Regions from separate parts of the Gossypium hirsutum genome. Here region 1 is linked to region 2. Evidence: chromatin contacts called from public Hi-C data. All regions are on one chromosome and are shown on one strand. The core of a region is the stretch at or near the end of the contact, and the rest is flanking DNA. Distances in the headings are between cores, read along the strand shown.

The links. A called contact is a pair of places that touch in the nucleus more often than the background predicts.
Region 1: a contact with region 2 is called in a Hi-C map of leaf, with 2.9 times the contacts expected there. The contact joins the promoter of LOC107938488 here to the promoter of LOC107947399 in region 2. A contact is called at or near these places in 3 of 34 Hi-C or Micro-C datasets (anther and leaf).

Annotation. Positions count from the first base shown.
Region 1 is chrA12:2,604,018-2,608,140 of Gossypium_hirsutum_v2.1, reverse strand. It overlaps LOC107938488 (cysteine-rich and transmembrane domain-containing protein WIH2), which reads right to left and starts at 2,253. Exons shown (of 3, transcript XM_016871664.2): 1 at 1,932-2,253; 2 at 1,624-1,798; 3 at 623-897. The coding sequence starts at 1,983. The coding sequence ends at 852.
Region 2 is chrA12:2,458,029-2,462,624 of Gossypium_hirsutum_v2.1, reverse strand. LOC107947399 reads right to left here and starts at 3,097. Exons shown (of 4, transcript XM_041082468.1): 1 at 2,495-3,097; 2 at 2,029-2,258; 3 at 1,320-1,427; 4 at 562-910. The coding sequence starts at 2,681. The coding sequence ends at 788. LOC107947398 (pyruvate kinase isozyme A, chloroplastic) reads right to left here. Exons shown (of 7, transcript XM_016882064.2): 5 at 4,283-4,526; 6 at 3,929-4,163; 7 at 3,318-3,784. The coding sequence ends at 3,453.

The DNA.
Region 1 (4,123 bases), core at 1,004-3,503, 150 kb before region 2:
GCTCGAAAGTTTATTTGGGGCTTGTGGAATGAGGAAAGAAAGGCCTCTCTAGTCAAATGGGAAACATGTTGTAAGCCTTGGAGAAATTGTGGTTTTGGTTTAAGGAGGCTTAAAGAGCATAATGAAAGCTTCTTGTTAAAACTTGCTTTTTAACTCAGTGACTAATAAAGGTCTTTGTGAAAGAATATTGGGAGGAAAATACAAGCTGAGAACAGATTGCCCGGAGAGTATCGATAGACTCTTCGTCGAATGTTCGGGGACTACTAAAAGAAAATATAGGTTGGAGTGTGGGCAATGGGAAGAAGATTCAATTCTGGTTGGATGAATGGCTGCCCCTAGGGACCATTGCGTGGATTATTTCAATGTCTACGTAAATGTTACAGTTTTACTGAACGAGGAGAATGGGATTGGTCTAAAGTTAGATTGCAGCAGTGACACCACCCAATGCCTATAAGTGGCTGTCCAGTTGTGCTTGGCCACCACGAGAAGGAAAATAGAAGATCATTTGCAGAAAAAGAATCCCAAAACCTTTCTTTGGTTAGCATTTCATAATAATCCTTTCATTTTTTCTTTTTTATATATGCTTCCAAGTATAAAACAGTAAAAATCAATCAGCCGGCCATGAAAAACAATAAAAATCCATAAATATATAGAACAAAGAAAAAAGATCCTAATATTACTGTGTATGTCAACAAGAGTTCAAATCCAATGAAGGGTTCAATTATTAAAAAGAAAAAAAGCGATGAAGAGAAAGAAGAACATTTGAAATTGAAGTTTGAAAATGGTAATTGAATTCAACTCTCCTCCTATAAATTCAATATTTTTCTAAGCTGCCATTGGAGAAAAGGTCGTCAAAAACAAGCATCCAGAAGACAGCAACAGCAAAGAGCAGCCAAACTGCAATGCCAACCAATATAACTTATTAAATCAAAAGAATTTCAAACATCACCAACATTTGACAAGGTAATCCTCGTTAGAGTTGACGATTATCTGATATAAATACGACTACAATTTTAATATTTATGGAATACAAATTATGACAATTTTTTTTCATATTTATAAAATTTTTAATATAATTATTATGAATCAATTCGTGTTTCCTTTTTAAAATTATTTTTTTAATAATGAAATTACATCTATCGTTAACCTATCACAACCTTAAACTTGTCGAAAGTTTTGTCTTGAATTGCCTCTTGAAATATTCAGGGAAAAGAAGTCATAAAATATTTTCAAGACGACAACAACCTTTTCTAGAACACCGAGGAAGTTGTTTGAAGAAAATCTGAAATAACAGAAATACCCCCTAACCGTCGAGAAAAGAAATAAAAGAACTAGGCATGGGGGTGTTTTCGGGATGTTGACCACTTAACTGACAGTCTTATCACGTTAAAAAAATCCTATCCCTTTTTATCGGTAATCGTGATGAGCTGTTGTGATTTTTTATTGTATCCCGAAAAGCACGCCCTCAGTTGAATTTTGCAGAAATCAGAATTATCCTTAGATGAGTAGATCTGACCATATACGGTAGATAAACTCGTACAACGATACTAAACCATCACTTTTAAAAACTATATCTTAAACAACTATACGTATATGGATAGAATGGAGAAAGAGAGCACTTACCAGCCTTCTATGACACCGGAACTCTGCTTTTGCTGAGGAGGAGGAGGCTGAGCATATTGAGGTGGATATCCCTGCGGAGGGTATCCCTGTTGAGGATAACCTTGAGGATATCCTTGTGGGGGATACCCCGGTGGTGGATAAGCATCCTTTGGAGGATAACCTTCCGGTGGATAACCTGTACAGTTCTCAATCACAAAAAAAAAAAAGGTTCTCGATCAGATCCACCAGATAACCAGATCCAATCAATCAATCATAATGCAGCAAAACCATAAATATGTAAAAAAGAAAGTGAAAAATCAGAGCTAGACCTTGAGAAGGAGGAACGCCAACAGGAGGCTGTTGCTGATTGTAATAACTCATCGTTAGCTGATAGTTGTTGGTATTTTCTTCTTCTTTTCTTTGAAGGGAAATTTACAGAAGGGCGAAGAGTTGGTGCAGTGAAGGGAAGGGACATTGGCTATTGTTTTATATAGTGGATTTTGAAAAGGCTATCTCTACTTTTTCATATTACTTTTTAAGATTTGTACGCGTGTCCTCTCGAGTGAAACTTAACGGCTAAGGTTGCATCTGTGCTCGAGCTGTCTTGCTTCCATGATCAATTTTGAATTCTAATTTAACTTAATTTAGGTCAATTTTAAAACTCGTTTTCATCTTTTAAAATTAAAGTTTTATCTTTTTTTTTCCTCAAAAAAGTCTATTATTATTTTATATATATAATATTTATATTTAATGTACTAACCTAATATAACTTCTTAATGAATTACAAGATGATATTCCATATTTTTAATTATTTAAAAAATATATGTTTAATAATTTATTGATGATAAATCTTAATATAATTGATGTATAATGTTACACATTGTCAATCTATCAAATATAAACTCATTTAAAAATATATTAAATTAAAATTTAGATAAAATATTTTAAATTAATATATAGATAAAATATTGAATTCTTTTTAAAAATAAAAATTATAAGATTTTTTTTTTAAAAAAAGAGAGTATTTTTAACGTATCGATTGGTAGAACAATTAAAGTTGTGTTAGTGGGGATTAAGCAAAATAATGAATCATATAAAGAGAAAGGGGCAGATCACTAGACAGATTGGCCTGAAAAATAACAAAGGCAAGAATATAAAGCTGCAGAGACAGCAAATAGAAGAGAAGGAATCATTTGAAAATGCAAAGGTTTGCTAAAATTGAATTATAATATTAAAAAAATAAGCATATAATCACCAAATTGCAATAACCATACGACGTGAGAATGGGGAAAGGATAGTATGAAACTGTGATTCCACGTCATCTCTATCCCTTTTTAATAGTACAATGACAAATTAGATTTTTGCTCCTTATTTTTAGTATTTTGAGTTGAATTTGAATTTTTTCAAGAGAAAAAAAATTAAAAATTATAAGAAAAAATCTGATTTATTATTCTCCTATCGAAAAGGAATAGAAATAACATAAAATCACAATTTTATACAATTCTTTTTCGTGAGAGTGATATTTAAACAATTTTAGTAACAAATCATTTGGTTGGACAGTTGGATTGAGTAATCAAACATAGAATTTATTTGGGTTAATGATCAAATCCACTACAAGTTAGTTGGTGAGTTACTTGCATGATAATTTATTTTTGTTGGAACTAGTGCTGCATGAATGCAGTTGGATGGTCCATGTCAAGGATAAGTTTTTGTGAAACAGGGAATTTTATATTTATTTTTATTGATACGAGGAGTTTTACATCAATTAGGTTAAAAAATTTATTATTATAATAATATTTTAGTATTTTTATATGAAATATTTAAATAAAAATATTTAGGGATGAAACTTGAAAATGATAAGGATTTATATAGAAAGTACTTTACCACTTCATTTATGACTCAATTGTTAAATAAGATTTATATATATATATTTATTTAATATATATAACATTATTTCTTTCACTTTTTATTATAGATGTGGCATAATTTAGTATTAATTGAGCTATAAATTCTGCTATTGTTAGTAAAGCTGTGTCACATATAAGTCATGTACCCAACATGTTGATTATGGGCTCGATCATCTTTAGAGTATAAGCCTCCACTTATATCAAAACACATGAGTTGCATACACATGGTTGGTGACTAACTCAAGATTTAGGTAAATCATACTATAAACGTCACAAGTGAATAAATTCACAAATTGATTCATAATTAATTCATCTTGAGTCCAGTCAAATGTATCATTCTACCAATGAATACATTTATGTCTCTACCCGTGGAGTCAATAGTTCTGATAGCCAAGACGAGCCATCTCCCCAATTGGAATTGTAGACGACATAATAATCTTTCTTAGTATTTGAATCAAATGGTCACTTCGATTCTTTTACGGGATTACAAACTTATTTAGATTATTTACTGAAATAAGTTGTCTTTCTTACAATGTAAACATTCTTACAATGTCACTTATCTTTAGTTTGAATTTAGACAATCAATGAGCTAATATTTGCTTGTCACAATTTCG
Region 2 (4,596 bases), core at 1,848-4,347:
ATAGGCAGAGAGCCAAAGAAAAAAGAAGAGGAAAAAGGTTATTGTGAAGGTAAAGGAGACCGAGTGCAAGGAGTGAGTACTTGGGGTTACTAATGGGAAGCAAATCCTTTTCTTATTGTCATGGAAGATATTTATAGAAAAAGTTTCTTTGTCTAGTGGTGACGTGTCAGGTAGTTACCAATGGATTGTCATTATAAAATTCGTTGGAGACTTATTCTATTATTCCTTTTGACACGGTACGAGATTGTAATGCTCAAGTAGATCCCAATGATCCCTCAAAAAGAATGTTTACACTTGGAGCCAGAGGAATATTCATGTTGAAAAGCAGGTGGTCTGACCCTAGCAATGAGTGGCTTAATGTTGGATACATTCCCATTCCCGTTGCTAGGGTTAGACCCCTAGCCCCTCCCTTTTTCAAATTCAACATCCATCCCTCTAAATTTAATATGGAACCTAAAGATCAAATAAAAATAAACTTGTTTTGCTCATATCAGTTGACCGGCCCCTCCCTTTTTCAAATTCAACATCATTCCCTCTAAATTTCCCACAATAGCATGCTAATTAATAAGAAACATAAAATATAACCATTTATATTTGAAGCTAATTTGGCAAACAAATTGGATAATGGAACAGTATGAAAGACACGGAGCTTTCAATTGGAGTGAAAAGATCCTACCAATATACGAGGATTTTACAAAGACAACAAAATTACAGGAGGTGAAAGAAATATGCTACATAAACCTGTAATCTTTTAAGTCCGAGGAACTTTCCTGTATGTTGTTGTTCTTCAATTTAAACGAGGGGCTGTTTCAGAAATCCTTTCATCTTCCAGAAGTTCGTAAGGGTCGATGTATTGCGGCAGGGAAATTGATGTCTTATTTCCGTAATGAATGAATGATGGTCCAAAATACTGCACAAGGCAAAAGTATCAGTATATAGCCTTCATAACAAGCAAAATCCAGACGAAGAGCATCGGCAACACTTCAAATGCAAATCCGCAAAAGAAGTAGCAAGGCTTTAGCATATAAGAGAGATACGACAAACCAAAAGTATAACCAAACTTTTAAAGGAAGAGACAATGAAGAACAAGGTGATTCTTGAGGGTAATGAGAAGAGTCCATGATACTAATCAATGCAATAATATAAGCTGGTCAAATAAACATGGAGATAGTGTATACAAAAATTTCCAACCTTAGATTAAAACAATGGAAAATACAATATGAGAGATTTAAGAATGGTTTTTTCCTCTAAGCCCACTGGAACCACTGCTATATTCTTTAATGATAGCAAAATCCAAGAGTGAAAGAAAGGGAGCTTACAAGGTAGAGGGCGGAAAAGAATGCGATAGTTAAAAGGATCAAAGGCCAAAAGGCAAGGAAGAAAGTTCCTCCAAGTGTTAGCAACAGTTTAGCCCGCGGAACTAGCCCCTGAACAAAGAAAACAGAAGTTCATGTTTTGACAGTTTATATAAAGAAATTAAAATAAAACTGGGTCAACAGCAAAATTGCTCAACTAAACAGCACATGAGTAAATAAAGTTGTTTTTGGTTCTACAACAATCCCCAAAGGAACATAAGAGAAAATTGGTCACTTTTTCTAAATGTTTAATAAGCAATTACAACACCGGAACTGTGAAGAACCCGAGGCTTAGGTTAGTTAGTTCATGAAGTCACCCGTAAAAGCTAGCATCTAGCATATCTAACTTCAACCCTCAGCACCCACAATCCCTTTTGTTATCCTTGACCACGGCTTCTTTTGACCAAATAAAAACACTGAAAATGTAGTGAAGTCAGGTTCTCGTTTTTCCTCAAAACTCTGAAAATCTAGCTACCATTCCAATTCAGAATGTATATAATTGTGGTAAATTTACAATTTATGTAGTCAAATCACATTAGCAAGATGAACCATATTAGTGTGCAAGAAAGAAAATCTTTAAAAAAGATACTCATGAAGATCCTGTAAGGCAATGAAAATGCAAGAGGGTTATCAGTGCAGACAACGCAAAATCATTAATAAAAATTCAGCGAACCTCAAGGCCTTCACTGTTCAATTCCATGGATCGCTCCCTTTGATTAGATAAGCTTTTCTCGTATTCAGTTGAGACAGCATTCCTTGTAGTGGAACTCCCCATTTCTTTCCCTATTTTCATATCCTCGTTCAATTCATAATTGGATCTTTTGGCATCCTCCAGCAGTGAAGTGGGCGTCATCCCCCTCCTTTTCAACTCCTTCATAAACAGCGACTCAGGAGGCTCTTCCCCTATTACAAAAACACCACACCCCAACTTATGAGCACGTAAAGATATTGAAGCACCCACTTCAAACAAATTTCAAACCCCCGTGAATTATTTATGTTCATCTTTTTTTGAATGTATTCTTCGTTAGTTTCCTCAAAGCTTTCAATTTCTTTGTGAAGGGCTTAACTCGGCTTAGTTTCAATTTTCTCTAAATAAAAAAAAAAAGAGAGAGTAAAGGTTTAGAAATTGAGGAACATACCATTGCTTTTGTTGTCACCTTCTTGAGTAGCACAATAGATTCTAGATCTTTGCCTATGCAAGGACCTGAAGCTTCTACAGCTATTAAAGTTGAGAATTTTCTTCCTGAAATCAGATTTTCCAGGACAACTTGATTGGGAAATCGAAATGGAAGAGAAGACAGGGTTCAGAATCTGTAGAGAAACCATTTCAATTTGCCTTTATTTCTCAGCATTAAACCTTTAAATAATTTTTTTTTGTAAAAAAATTGGAAATATTAAAAATTTTAAACTAAAGAAAATAGAAATAAAAGGAAGTTGAACAGCTTTTCTAGCAAAAGAATGGGAAAGGAGTTTCTTTTTTACAAAGAGGTTGATGGAAATTAAGGTGTGGCGGTGGAGAGAAAGGAGGTACGTAGGAAGTAAGGAGAAGCAGCTGGTTGTTTGGTAGCGAAACCAATGGAGCGCAAATTAGAGCGGGAGGGCTTTGGGTTACTAAAATGCGCGGGAGAAAGAGTTGGACTTTGTGGCTATGGATTGTGGTTTGTAAATGATCGTAAACACCTATCTCCTATGCTATGACCCACACACACACCCACACACACACACACACACACACACACACCCACCCACCTTCACATTGCTCCATTCTATCAAAAAAACATAAAATATCAGATTAAATTTAATTCCTTTTTTTTTAAAGGAAAAGGACAAAAAGTAATCAATATCGAAATTTGAGACGGATCTTGATTGAAGATTGATTTTTTAATAAAATCACAATTAATTCTGTGAGTAGAAGAGAGTAGGAAATTTTCAATTTCAGTTAAGGCATCCAAAATCCACAGATTTAAATCAAAGTCCAAACATTTTAAATTGAATCATAACAATGAATAGCAACTGGAAAACGTATGTGAAAGCAAACAAACTTATGAACATAAGCCAAAAGGATCAACATGTAGCTACAGTAGCAATGTAGTTTCCTCAAACAACCGTCTTCACTTGGATGGATTGAAATGCGGTGGAATTTATATGGGTTGGCGTTAAATCTGAGACCACCATAACCACATCTCCAGGTTTCAACATACCTTTTCTTCTTATAAGCTCAATGGTCGCTGAAATGTTCGCTTCCATGTCGTCATCTGACAGTTCAACAAGGAGGGGAATTACTCCCCATTGAAGATTCAGAGCCATACGGGTGCCGTTGTCGCTTGTGAATGCAAATATGGGAGGGTATGGACGGTTACGAGAGAGGAGTGATGCCATTTGTCCATGCTTCGTGTACACAAAGATGGCATCGACTCCAAGATTATTAGCTGCACAAAATGATTGTGCACGATTAGAATCAGAGCTTTCCTAAATTCAAACAAGTCTAATGAAGAACCATATATGCAAACGAGTCTAACTTCATAACAGCATAAAATGGTTCGAGTAAGGCTAATGAAGATAAAATTAAATACCCATTTCAACAGCACAATTGCAGATCTGCTCAGCAATGCGATCAGGCAATGACACACCAAGCCGGCGCTGATGAAGAATACTTTGTCGGTTTTCCTCCCGACTCCATAGTTCCATTCGACTACTAGCCATCTGCAAGATAGAAAGTGCCTTCTGCCCATATGGTCCGATAGCCGACTCACCAGATAACATTAAGGCATCTGCATATTGCCTAACTACTTCAGAAACATCTGCAACCTAAATGGGCACCGCAGAAGAATATATTTACAAAGAAATTTCTCCAAAATACCAGTTACCTATGATGTTTCTTTTATAAGCAAATACCAACAGTAACATCAACTGGAGTATGATATTACCTCGGCCCGTGTTGGAGTAGGGTATTCAACCATCGATTCAAGAAGTTGAGAAGCTACAATAACAGGCTTGTTCATTTCTCGGCAAACACGAGTTATTTCCTCTTGAACTGTCGGAATCTGTTCATAAGGGATTTCAACTCCAAGATCACCACGAGCCACCATGATTCCATCGGAAGCCTCCACAATCTCTTTCAATTTCTGTAGTGATTCCAAGCTCTCAACCTTTGCCAATACCCTTGTGGATCTGCACCCAGAAAAGTTCACTTTCATAAACTTTGAGAAGCATATAGAAGAAACCCTTTTTACTTTTAGTC